Linked DNA regions of Arachis hypogaea: region 1 is linked to region 2. Evidence: chromatin contacts called from public Hi-C data. All regions are on one chromosome and are shown on one strand. The core of a region is the stretch at or near the end of the contact, and the rest is flanking DNA. Distances in the headings are between cores, read along the strand shown. Region 1 has its middle 15 kb from the start of LOC112755362. Region 2 holds the start of LOC112755361.

Region 1 (6,067 bases), core at 227-2,726, 35 kb after region 2:
TATTTAACATATCTAAACATATATTATAAGATATTACGTCTTTATTATTTCAATTTTTTTAATACCTATAAATATCTTTTTATATTATATTATTTCACATAACTTTGAACAGACACAAATTATTTTTCTATTATTTTCTCTTACTTTTTTTACATAAAAGTAATTGTCAAAATTGTCATATCTCAATTGCAACCGCAATTAAGTCAAATTTTTTTATTACACATTTCGATTACTAAGTACTTGAAAAGTGAATAAATTCAACTAGTCCTCACAACACTCGAGATGTAATCTATTATTTAATTAAGAGTTTTGCTAACTTCTTCCTAAAGACATAGATTAAACACTAAAAAATATATTTTATAAAAATTATTGTAAAAATAATTTTTCTTTAAAAGTTTTAATGCATTGAATAAATAAAAATATAAAAAAAAATTATTATTATATTTTTAAAATGTGCATTTATGAGGCAGATTAGTTAAATTCTTTAATTAAATAGATAAATTGTCTCAAAATTATAGGTAAAACAATCCATTTTAAAATAGAAGGATGAATGTTTTTATATCTGCCCATGGTCAGAAAACCAGATCCACATTATTGCAGAAGCCACATGGTGGTTCTAAGTATTATTATTATTATTATTATTATTATTATTATTATTGTTATCATTAAATGAGAAATCGTGTGACTACGAGGTTATTAAAAGCTCTATTTGTGTTAGGTGTTGGTTGACTTGGTTCACGTTTAAACACATACATACATCAGATTGGGCGTTGTTAATTTGTTAGGCACTCATCTCTCTCTGTACAGAAGAGAAGCCATCAACATCACCCATGAGTCCCAACTTCAACTGCCGCAATGAGCTAGTTGAGTTCTTTTATTGTAGATTGAGTTTATGTTAATTTCATTTCTTCTCTTAATTTTTTCTATTCGCATGTGTTCTTTCACTTTTTTCACAACATGCTAAAAAGTGAATCCGTATTTCTTTTACAACCATGTTAAGTATATATTAAAATCAATTAATAAAATAATTATTAATATAAAATACATGTTAAAATATAAAATATATACTAAAAATAAGTTAAATAATATATATTTATGTACAAATTCATCATAGCTGATTTTAGTAGCTAATTTTATTATACATATAGTAAAATATTTTCAACTTTTAAAACTTAACAGGGACAACTTTGCTTAAATGATTGATCAGAAGGAAAATCAATTAAATTAACAACAGCATATAAAATTGATTTAATCTTAACACGACTTATCAGAAGTCACGAACTTACGTCAATGAAAACGAGATGCAGCATTAGTTTTTTTTTTGGGGGGAGGGGGGGACTTGTCAGAAGTCACGAACTTACGTCAATGAAAACGAGATGCAGCATTAATTTTTTTTTGAGCCTAAGCCTAAATGGTTAAACCTAAAAAGTAACGAACAAGAAGATAGGTTAAGGTCATGGATGTTGATATGATTTCTTAATGGGCCAATATCCAATCTAATTCACAGAATATGAAACTAGGCCATTATTTTCATGAAAGGGCCTCGTTTTATTCAACGGGCTAATTTCAAAAAGGGAGAGTCACATTAAAGAATCCTTTCTTGCAAGTTAAAAAAAGAAAAGAAAAATCCTTTCTTGGTTTAACTTTAACCAAATTAAAATATTTTTTAACTAAATTGAGTTGGTCTAGTGGTTAACTCATTAGTCCACTTAAATAAGTGTTATAGTTTGAATATCAAATCATGCATTAACTATTGTGCATACATTAGCCAATAACAAATCCTTATAATTAATAGTATTTATGATATAATAATTTAAAATTATTTTATCTTATTTAATAATAGATAAAAGATAGTATTCTCCCATGGTTATGTATAATGTATTAGTTTGTTTTTCTCTTGAGCCATGTGTCCCGTTATACAACCCAATAAAAAACTATTCCAATTGTTTAATATAGGTTAATAGTTAAATTAATTTTTAAAAAATTAATTATTTTTTAAATTTGTTTTTAAAAAATTATTAATTAAATTTATATTTAAAAAATTATAAATTAATCATATTTGTTTATTTGTCACTCTATTGATAGTTTTTGTTAATGATTAATAAAATAAAATATTAACTAATAGTATACATAATATCTAACACATCTAATTGAATATTGACTTTTATATATTTATAAATTTAGTTTATATTACCAATTACATAAATCGTAATTCTAATACAATCTTGAGATTAAATTTATAAATTTTTATAAATACATATAGTCAATGTTCAATTAAACATATTATCTATCATACATATTGTTAGTTAATATTCTATATGATTAATTATTGACAAAAATTGTTAATAAAATTATAGAAGAATAAACATAATTAATTTATACTCTTTAAAATATGAATTTAATTAATAAACTTTTTAAAAACAAAGAATAAAATCTATGAAAAATACAAACGCTAACAAATATACACATATAAGAAAGAAATGACATTTGTAACTACAAAAGATGAAAGTACCAAAACCTTAACAAATTATTCAAAAATTTCAAATTGTCCTTTTCTCTACCGGTCTCCAAATTACTCATGGCGTACTGCTGCACCTCTCCCTCCCCACCGCCACCGCCCCTACCAAATATGAAAAAAGTTATGGTGGTTCTAATCTTGGTGGTGGTTGGTGATGGCGGTTCAAACATTGACGAAATTGATGAGAGTAGAAATGTTGTCGAATTTGTAAAAAACGCAGAGTGCGATTGCAATTTCTCCGCAATAGAAGTAGTTGATTTGAATAGTCATGATGGGATCATGCTTTGGATTGTTCATATTGGTCCAGGCCAAATTGTGTAAAAACAGAGAAAACAGATTAGCTTGGATTGGATTGTTAAAAAAATGCTTGTTACTGATCACCATTGTTGTTGTTTTGTCTCTCTTATTCTTCTTCTTCTTTTTTTTTTGGCCTTCTTTCACTGTATTGCATTCTTCTATTTTTTTAGGGATTCAAGGTTTCTATTATTGTCTTCTAAAAAAATATTCCACTTCTACTTGGTATTTGGAGAAAGTGGCGTCTAGTGTTGATGTGAAATTGAAAATGGCAGGTGATTATTGTAAATAGAGAAGTAGCAGCCAATAATGACAGTAGCGGTGAGAGAGAAAGGTGTAACAGCATGCCATAAGTAATTTGGAAATAGTGGTAGAGAGAAGAATAATTTAAAATTTTTTAATATAAAATTTGAATATTTTTATTATACGAAAGACATCTTCCATAATTATAAATATCATTTATTTCTTATATAAATACAGTGTTTATGTCTTTTATGTATATATATAATAATTTATTTTTTTAAAAAATAAATCATCTCTTAAAAATTAATTTGACCGTTGTCTCCATTTAATATGCAAGATTGTTTTGTTTTTTGAAGCAAAATTAAGCAGGCATTGGTCGAACACTAATTATGTTGGTAAGGATGTAGCAGATATGATGGCTGAAAAATCCAAAGTGAGGTGGGGAAATTGGATTGGATACATCATGCTTCCTTTCTCCATTTCCTCACAACAAGATCTGTTGCAACATGTTCGCCAAGCAAAGGCTACCATTGACAGCAAGAAGCACCCATTGGAAGCTGTTAGCACTTAGCACCTAGCCAAATTCTTTAATATTTTATTAATTTTATAATTAAAATATATTATATAATAATTTTTTATTATAATTAAATTAATTTTTTTAATTTAAATTTTTTTTTAAAATTTTTTGTTTTATTATTTTTTATTTATTCTATTTTTCTTATATATTATTACTAATTACTAATTTAATAATTAAAATATAATATAAAATTTTTTATTATAATTAAAATTAAAATTTATTATATATTATTAATTTGACAAATAAAATATACCATATAACATTTTAGCTAATTACAATTGAAATAAAATATTTTTTTTAAAATTAAAGAAGTCACGGTCTATTTTCCATTCATTCTATCTCTTAGTTTTTCAATTAAAATATCATACATTTTAAACCTTATTACTAAAATACTATTCTTTTCTATATCATTATTTTGCCATGATGACATCTATTATTTTTTTGGTATTCTAGTTAAAAATACCTATTTTTTTTATGTGAAAATGGGCCACAGATCCAAACAAAACAAAAACTAAATAATAGAGAATCTTAGAAATGTGCATCTAGTTGCAGGAAAATAAAAGTAGGAGCTTGTTCAAAAAGATAGAGGCCATGGGATTTTTATGTGCATGCTTAGCCAGAGCGTCTATCGAAAAGCTTGTTTTTCTGAAAATATATCTCATTCGAAAATACACAGGTTTAACTAGCAAAGTCCTAATTGCACGAATAATGGAAGTTGATGAATGCCGTTGAACAGGGTGATCATGGAGGAGCCGGAAAGCACACATCGAGTCAGTTTAAATAATCAAGCTCTGGATGTTAAGTTCGGTCGTAAGTTTCAGGCCAATGTAGATGTTCCAAAACTCCGCTTTAGTTATGGAGATCTTTCCAACATTCATTCAAAATCCAACTACAAAACACCTGTGACAATCTCGAATTAATCCTCCATAAGTTTCAGTTATGGAAGTTGATAAGAAGGAGCCATCCGTGTTGAGCTTATAGCCTCCTTCCTCCGGCGGCTCCCAACCGATGTGCTGCATCTTATTAGTGTAGGTAAGCATTTTCTTACTGGTCTCGAATAATGAATTCACCTCTTCATATCTTTTAGCAAGATTCTGCGCTAAGTAAGCAACACTATTACCAGGGATATTTTCTTGATTAAAAATCAATTCATTTCTATTTTACGATGCTGCATTGCACACGGTGATGAAGTATATGGGCTAAGAGGTCCCATTATATTTACGATTCACCAAGCTTAAATTCTTCCCCATCCAGCTGTGAAGATCTTGATTGAAGAAGTCTCTTTGCACGGTGCTGTCGACGCTGCTTATCCAAACATTCCGGATGTAAGGGCAATCCCTTAGCACATGGAGTAGCGTTTCGTCCTTACCAAGACATCTGGGATAGCTTGCATCACTGGTAAGTCTCTTTTTCTGTCTTTTAGAATTAGTGAGTAGAGCTTTATGCATAATGAGCCAAAGAAAGGTTTTAAGCTTCTGAGAAATTTTTTGCTTCCAAATATTTTTGGTATAGTTATCCGTATCCTCATTACTCTTATAGAACTCTTCATAGGCTGATTTAATAGAGAATTCTCCGTCTGGTTCTGGAAGCCAGACTATACTATCTGGCCCAATGTTCATTTGGGGGCTTTCATGAGACGAATGACATCCAAAATGTGCTCAGGAAGGATTCGGTGAAGCTTTTTCCACCTCCAATTACCATTCTGGTCGGCAGACCTATTAACTTTCTCTTCAAGATCACCTATTGCAAGATTTCCCAAAGCAAACGGTTTTAGTGATTCAATTTCTGAAATCCAATGGTCCTCTCAAAAGCGAACTGTTTTCCATCACCTAACTTTCAGACGATGCTGGTCTTGAACTAGTTCATACCTTGACTATACCCTTCCAAGCATTAGAACAATTAGGCTTTTGGTGTACTTTACGAAGAGCATCACCACCGCATCCATATTTTTATTTCATCAATTTAACCCATAGAGAATTAGTCTTAGTAACTAAGTTCCAACCTAGCTTTATGAGGAACAAGAAGTTGGATTCTTGAGGTTTTCGAATACCAAGCCCTCCTTGATGCTTGCGTCTGCACACTGTATTCCAATTAATAAGATGAATTTTTCTCTCACTCTCACTTGATCCCCAAAGAAAGTCTCTGCAAGTTTTGTCAATATGATTGCATACTTCTCTAGGAATTTTCATAGTTTTCATAACGTAGGTTGGAGTGGTGGAGATGACAGATTGAACAAGAGTACATCTTTCGGTAAGAAAAAGAGTTTTTCTGTTCCAGGAGTTGAGCTTTTGGTGCATCTTGTCCAGAATAAATTGAAAATGTTACTTGTTGCATCTTTCATGAATGAGAGACACACTAAAATATTTTTTTAAATTATTGGTTAGATTAATATCTAGGTGCAGGAACGGGCTCAAGGGGCGCAAGTGGTGGCCTTG
Region 2 (5,377 bases), core at 274-2,773:
TAACAGTAATATCCTTCCTGTGGCGTTTGCAATTGTTGAGTCTGAGGCTACAGATCCTAGTCGTTCTTCCTTACAAACTTGAGACGACATGTGACACTGCAAGAAGGCCTGTTGATTATATCTGATAAATCCCAAGCAATCAAGGCTGCACTGAGAGCCAACGATAGTGGTTGGAACCCTTCTAGAGCGTTCCATGCTTATTGTGTCAGGCACATGGCCGTGAACTTCATGTCTTGTTTCAAATCTACCAAAGCAAGCGATATCTCATAAATGTTGCTTATAGTCCAAGTAAGGTGGGGTATGAGTGGTACATGAATGCATTGAGAGGTTTGTCGTGTGAGATGACAGACTGGGCTAGTAGATTCAAAAAGAAATTATGGTTACAACACTGTGACGGCGGTCGCCGATTTGGGCATATGACAACGCACCTCTCTAAGTGCATGAATGTAGTACTTAAGGGTATGCGTTATTTATCGATTTTAGCAATCGTGTAATGTACTTACGAGAGGTTACAACAGTTGTTCGTCAGAAAGGGCGGAGAGGCACAAACACAATTGGCCGCGGAAAATCAATTTCCTCAGTGACGGGTAGCCGCCGTTGAGAAGATCAGGGAGGGGATCTCGAAGATGTGTGTTACGCACTATGGCAGGAGGGCTTCAGTGTTTGTGGTAGAGGAGTTAAATCCTTTCGAGGGTTGGTCTCAAGGTTCATTCCGTATTCGGTTGAATGCGGGCGCATGTGATTGTAATCTCTTCCAATCACTCCATTTCTCATGTCACCATGCACTTGCCGCCTGTACTGCTGCAAGTGTTAAGTGGGGAACATATGTTCATCCGGTAAGGCAAGAGGCTGTGTTCAAGGTGTATGAAGTGGAGCTCCCATCGATACCAGACGAGAAGCTGTGGCTGGAGTGGTACAGGACACGATTGCGTCCTAATCCATCCATACGCAGAAAAGCAACTGGGCCACCAGTTTTCACAAGGTTTCGTATTGAGATGGATAAAGGAAAGCGCCAAGAAAAATGGTATGAGTTATGTAGGCAAACCGAACATACTCAGAGAAGCGATTCCCAACAAGTAGGATATTTTATTTTTTAAATTTAAATCAATCCAATTCGATTTATAATTTAATCTAAAAAATTTTATGTACTCTTTTTTAGTACTAATTGATCAAACATATCTATTTTAATTTTTTTTACTAATTTTTTTTAGTACTAATTGCATGTTAAAAATTTGAATTATTAATATTATTTTAATCGCAAATTTTTTTATAATGATACATATATCTCGTTTAAACTGAAAACGAGATATATATTTTTTTCCAAACTACAAATATCGCATTTATAAACAAAATACGTATAAGTCAAATTAATTATCTCGTTAACGGTATAAACTAGATACATTTATAATTATTTCAATGTAAATGAGATAAGTCAAATTACATATATTTCGATAAATAAAATAATTGAATTATTTATTTGAAAAAAAATCCCTATTATTATTATTTTATTTTATTCGTGTTCAGAAAAATTGAAACCACGGTCTTACACTCTCAACGTCCCACCATAATTAAAAATTAAAAATAAATAAATAAAAAGAAGAAAGAAAGAGAGAAAGAAAAATCAGATTTTTCTGGCCCTGGGCTATCCATTTTGCTTCTTCTAGCTCGAACATCGGCACCGCGAATTCAGGACTTCACATAAACCTGAAAAGAAGAACAAAACAGAATAGAAAAGTAAGAAAGAAAAATAGCCCTTTGTTGGAGTCCAGAGAATGGCAATGGCGTCATGGAACAGTAGCCTTGGTTCGTATCAAAAGGTAACCATAATCTGATTTGTAATTTTTCCCCATGGATATAACTTTTGAGACTTGTCAATTTACCATATTCTCCTCTTTTCAGCAGACGATGGCGTTTGAGATTTCGTGCAGGAAGAGAGACAGAGAAAGAGACAGAGAACGGGGTAGCATCCATCCGTACAAAGTGGTTGAGATTACTCCTCCGCCCAAATGTCTTGGCGTTCGTTGCCTTCCTCCTGTAAGTGCCCACCCCCTCTAAAGTGGTTGAGTAATTCTTTCTACTAGGATTATTAATTATTATAATTTATATATAATATCTTTACCGTAAACCACTGTTTTTAAGAATTGATGAATTCTATGTGACCTTTTATTGTGATGTCTAAATTGTGTAACTTATTTTTAAAAATAAACAATAAAATGTTTAAAGTAAAAATAAAATATTTAAAATTTATTAAATATTATTTATTTATCTTTTTTAATAAGTTGGGTACAATATAATAGCACCATAGCATTCACCGACAGAATAACACCCTTATAGAATAAGTTGGTGTGACAATTTGTGTAGCATTTTTTATGAATGTTTGGTGTGCCCTGCAACCCTACATGAGATTTTTTTACTAGGTTTGCTGTGTTGGGTTTGGTAGTAGATAAGAGACAAATTGTTTCTGGCGCTGTGCAGTTTTCACCGGTATTTGGACTATTTTGTTGGAGCTTAATGCTCAAACTTTCAATGACAGGTTTTTAACAAGCATACTTTATGGGTTAGGATTATATGGTGCAAAGCTCATGAAGTCAAGTTGAGAAATTTGAAAGTTTTGTTTTATAGATAAATCTTTTAGTTTCTTTGCTTTTGTATAGGCGAATCCTTATCCCCCTGTCCTACTTATTGAAATTCTTCTTTTTCTCAAAAAGAAGAAAAGTTGGTCTGATAGAAAGAAAATTGAAAACCTGGTGATCACTGCCAAGTAGAAACTATTGTGGCTGAATTCTGTTTCTGTATTGATAGTTCTTGCAGAAGAAGAAATCATGTGCTGTTCAAAACTATTTCCGAAGCCGTGTAGACAGTTATGTGCTGTCATGATTAAAATCTACCTTATGAGACTTTGCTCAGAGAGTTGTGCTGTTGGAAATTGGAATCACTTCTAATAATTCCCATTCTAAGCCGTTAAGGTAAGAGTTAGGATAGTTGCTACTCGAAGTTTAACTGTCAATTATACTCCCACCTTTTTATAAAAGGTCTAGCAACAAGTTCATCAAAGACACTACTAGCATGATGTTTATCCAGTTAGGCTTGGATGATAGTGAATTAGTAAGAGCCAAAATTAACACCGGATGCGGTGATGACGAATAATGGAGTGAATTCAAGCATCATGAATGCCCCTTTGACAATGTTAGAAAAGTGCACAGTGCACACCATGGTCACATGGTTTAGGGAGGATGCTAGGATGAAGAGTCCGTCCTTGGTTGAGGGGCACAAGGTGTGATGTGCCATGGTAGATACTAGAGCAAGTGTCGATGATATTTATTGGGCAGCCATTAGGATGCTTGGCATCCTGAATGAGTGCTCATGAACTAGATATGTGATAAGTGAGTCCAATAAAGAATTTGTAAGATATCCCTAGGGTAGCATTGGATAACTGGTATATGTTTGCTTAAGTTTTAAAATAAACTTTAATTTCTGATCGTCAGAGATTTAAATGTTGACAATTCAATATATGAAAGATGTAAACTAATTTGATACTCATCAATGATTGAGCTAGTTTGCAAAACTATCCAAGAAACTATCCAGTTTGGTACTTTTGTCGAACTAACCAAATCCTTGATATTTATCGAATTAATTTACATCTTTTGTGGTTAAAAATTAAAATGATTCACACGGTCTTTTCTTTTTCATGAAAACAGATATGACAATCAGATTTGGATATATTAAATTACTCCCAATTAGGACCTATTAAAATTGTTAATCTACTATGAATGGTTGAAAAGTTCCTCGAGAAATGGCACATGCAATTTAAATTGGTGCATAACATAATGTTTTCCAACTTCTTTGTTACCCCAAAAAGCAGAACCTGCAGTGTGGGGAGAGTGTGACAATTGAAGGACAAGGGTATACAATTTCAGCAGTAACACATCGCTATCAGCTTCGGAAGGGAAAATACGAACCAAGCGAGAAAAGGCTTGATGTTTTGTCCACTGGAAGATACTTAGTAAATCTTTATTTGGAAAATTTGTTAGAACAATCTTGATTAGTGCATGTTTTCAAGTTCTATTTTATTAGTTTCAATATGTAATTCCTTGGCTGTGTGTTATAATTAATATTAACAAACAAATTTGATTCAATATGTAAATTTTATTATTTCTTGTAACGAACCTTTTCTTAATGTGAGCATATCCCTAATACACGTTTATCTTAATACATATGTGGAAGGCTTTTAACAAACTATATATCTTTATGATTTTAGACTGACTGAAACAGTAAAATAAATACAACGAAATCTATTTGATTAATTTCTTTGGATGATAACATAGATCATACTATATTTCTGAATTATGTACGCATGAAAGATCAAGTTTAGGATTAGTAAATGGTCCATTGAATAAACCTTGGGCAATCAATTTATATGCTGCCTCAGTAAGATGCCATCCATCCCAAGGAATGTATTGAGATGGATCAACACAAGCTATGACCCCTGGGCTGCCACAATGCAAATCAGTAGGATGGTTTACATCTGTCAGCGGACAACATGCACTTGAAATTGGGTTTGTAATACCTGAATTTTCATCATCAAGAAATAAATTACATACCCTAAAATAATCTTCATTCCATTTTAAACCTAATGTGAAATCTGTTTATTTATAATTTATAATTATACCATAACAGAAATTTAATTTTCATGCATTCTTGTGGTAAAAATAATATACACCTAGTCATGTACTATTACAACATAAAAAACATAATTTGGTTTATATTTTTATTTTTAAAATTTTGTGAAAAAGAAAAAGAAAATAAAAAAGTATTGTTTTTACTTTTTTTTTCTTACAATTTTCTAAAAATAAAAAACACTGTAAATGAAAACAAAAATTAAAAACATAAATCAAATACACTTTAATTATCTCTTTATAAGTTAGGGTTGGTTTGGGCGCTATTTTTAAAAAAGATATTTTTTTAAATGATATTTTTTTAAATAATCTTTTACAAAAGTAGAAATAATTTTATATTTAGATATCTCATGTAAAAATATTTTTTTATCTATCAATTATGTTTAGATAAAATAAGATAAAAGTACTTTTTTGTATATTTATTATGTGAAAAATATTTTTTTAAGAAAAAAGATCTTTTAAACAAATATGTAAATTGTAACTTTTCAAAAAAGATTTTTTTTTTTTATTTTTTTAGTACTTTTACTTTTATTATTAGAAATTTGTCAAACACATACACTAAAAAAATAAAAAAAAAATTATTGCAAAAAAATTCTTTTTTATCAATTTAATGACACCCAAACAAGCACTTATTAATGAATAATATCATTTAAATAAGTGATAACTAATCAGTATCATAATATCATTCTTATTTTTTTAGT

What was found. Hi-C and Micro-C count contacts between places; a contact is called where the count stands out from the background.
Region 1: a contact with region 2 is called in a Hi-C map of leaf, with 2.0 times the contacts expected there. The contact joins the enhancer-like site here to the promoter of LOC112755361 in region 2. A contact is called at or near these places in 4 of 8 Hi-C or Micro-C datasets (leaf and an unstated tissue).

Annotation. Positions count from the first base shown.
Region 1 is chr16:140,778,920-140,784,986 of arahy.Tifrunner.gnm2.J5K5, forward strand. No RefSeq gene overlaps it. Among protein-coding and RNA genes, the nearest start is that of LOC112755362, 15 kb to the right of the region's middle. Within about 2 kb of position 1,477, at least 2 of the 3 cell types and tissues checked have open chromatin away from gene starts, as enhancers often do.
Region 2 is chr16:140,743,655-140,749,031 of arahy.Tifrunner.gnm2.J5K5, forward strand. LOC112755361 reads left to right here and starts at 1,524. Exons shown (of 3, transcript XM_025803403.3): 1 at 1,524-1,817; 2 at 1,903-2,034; 3 at 3,863-4,210. The coding sequence starts at 1,773. The coding sequence ends at 4,042. It overlaps LOC112755360 (GDSL esterase/lipase At1g28600), which reads right to left. Exons shown (of 5, transcript XM_025803400.2): 5 at 4,278-4,567. The coding sequence ends at 4,332.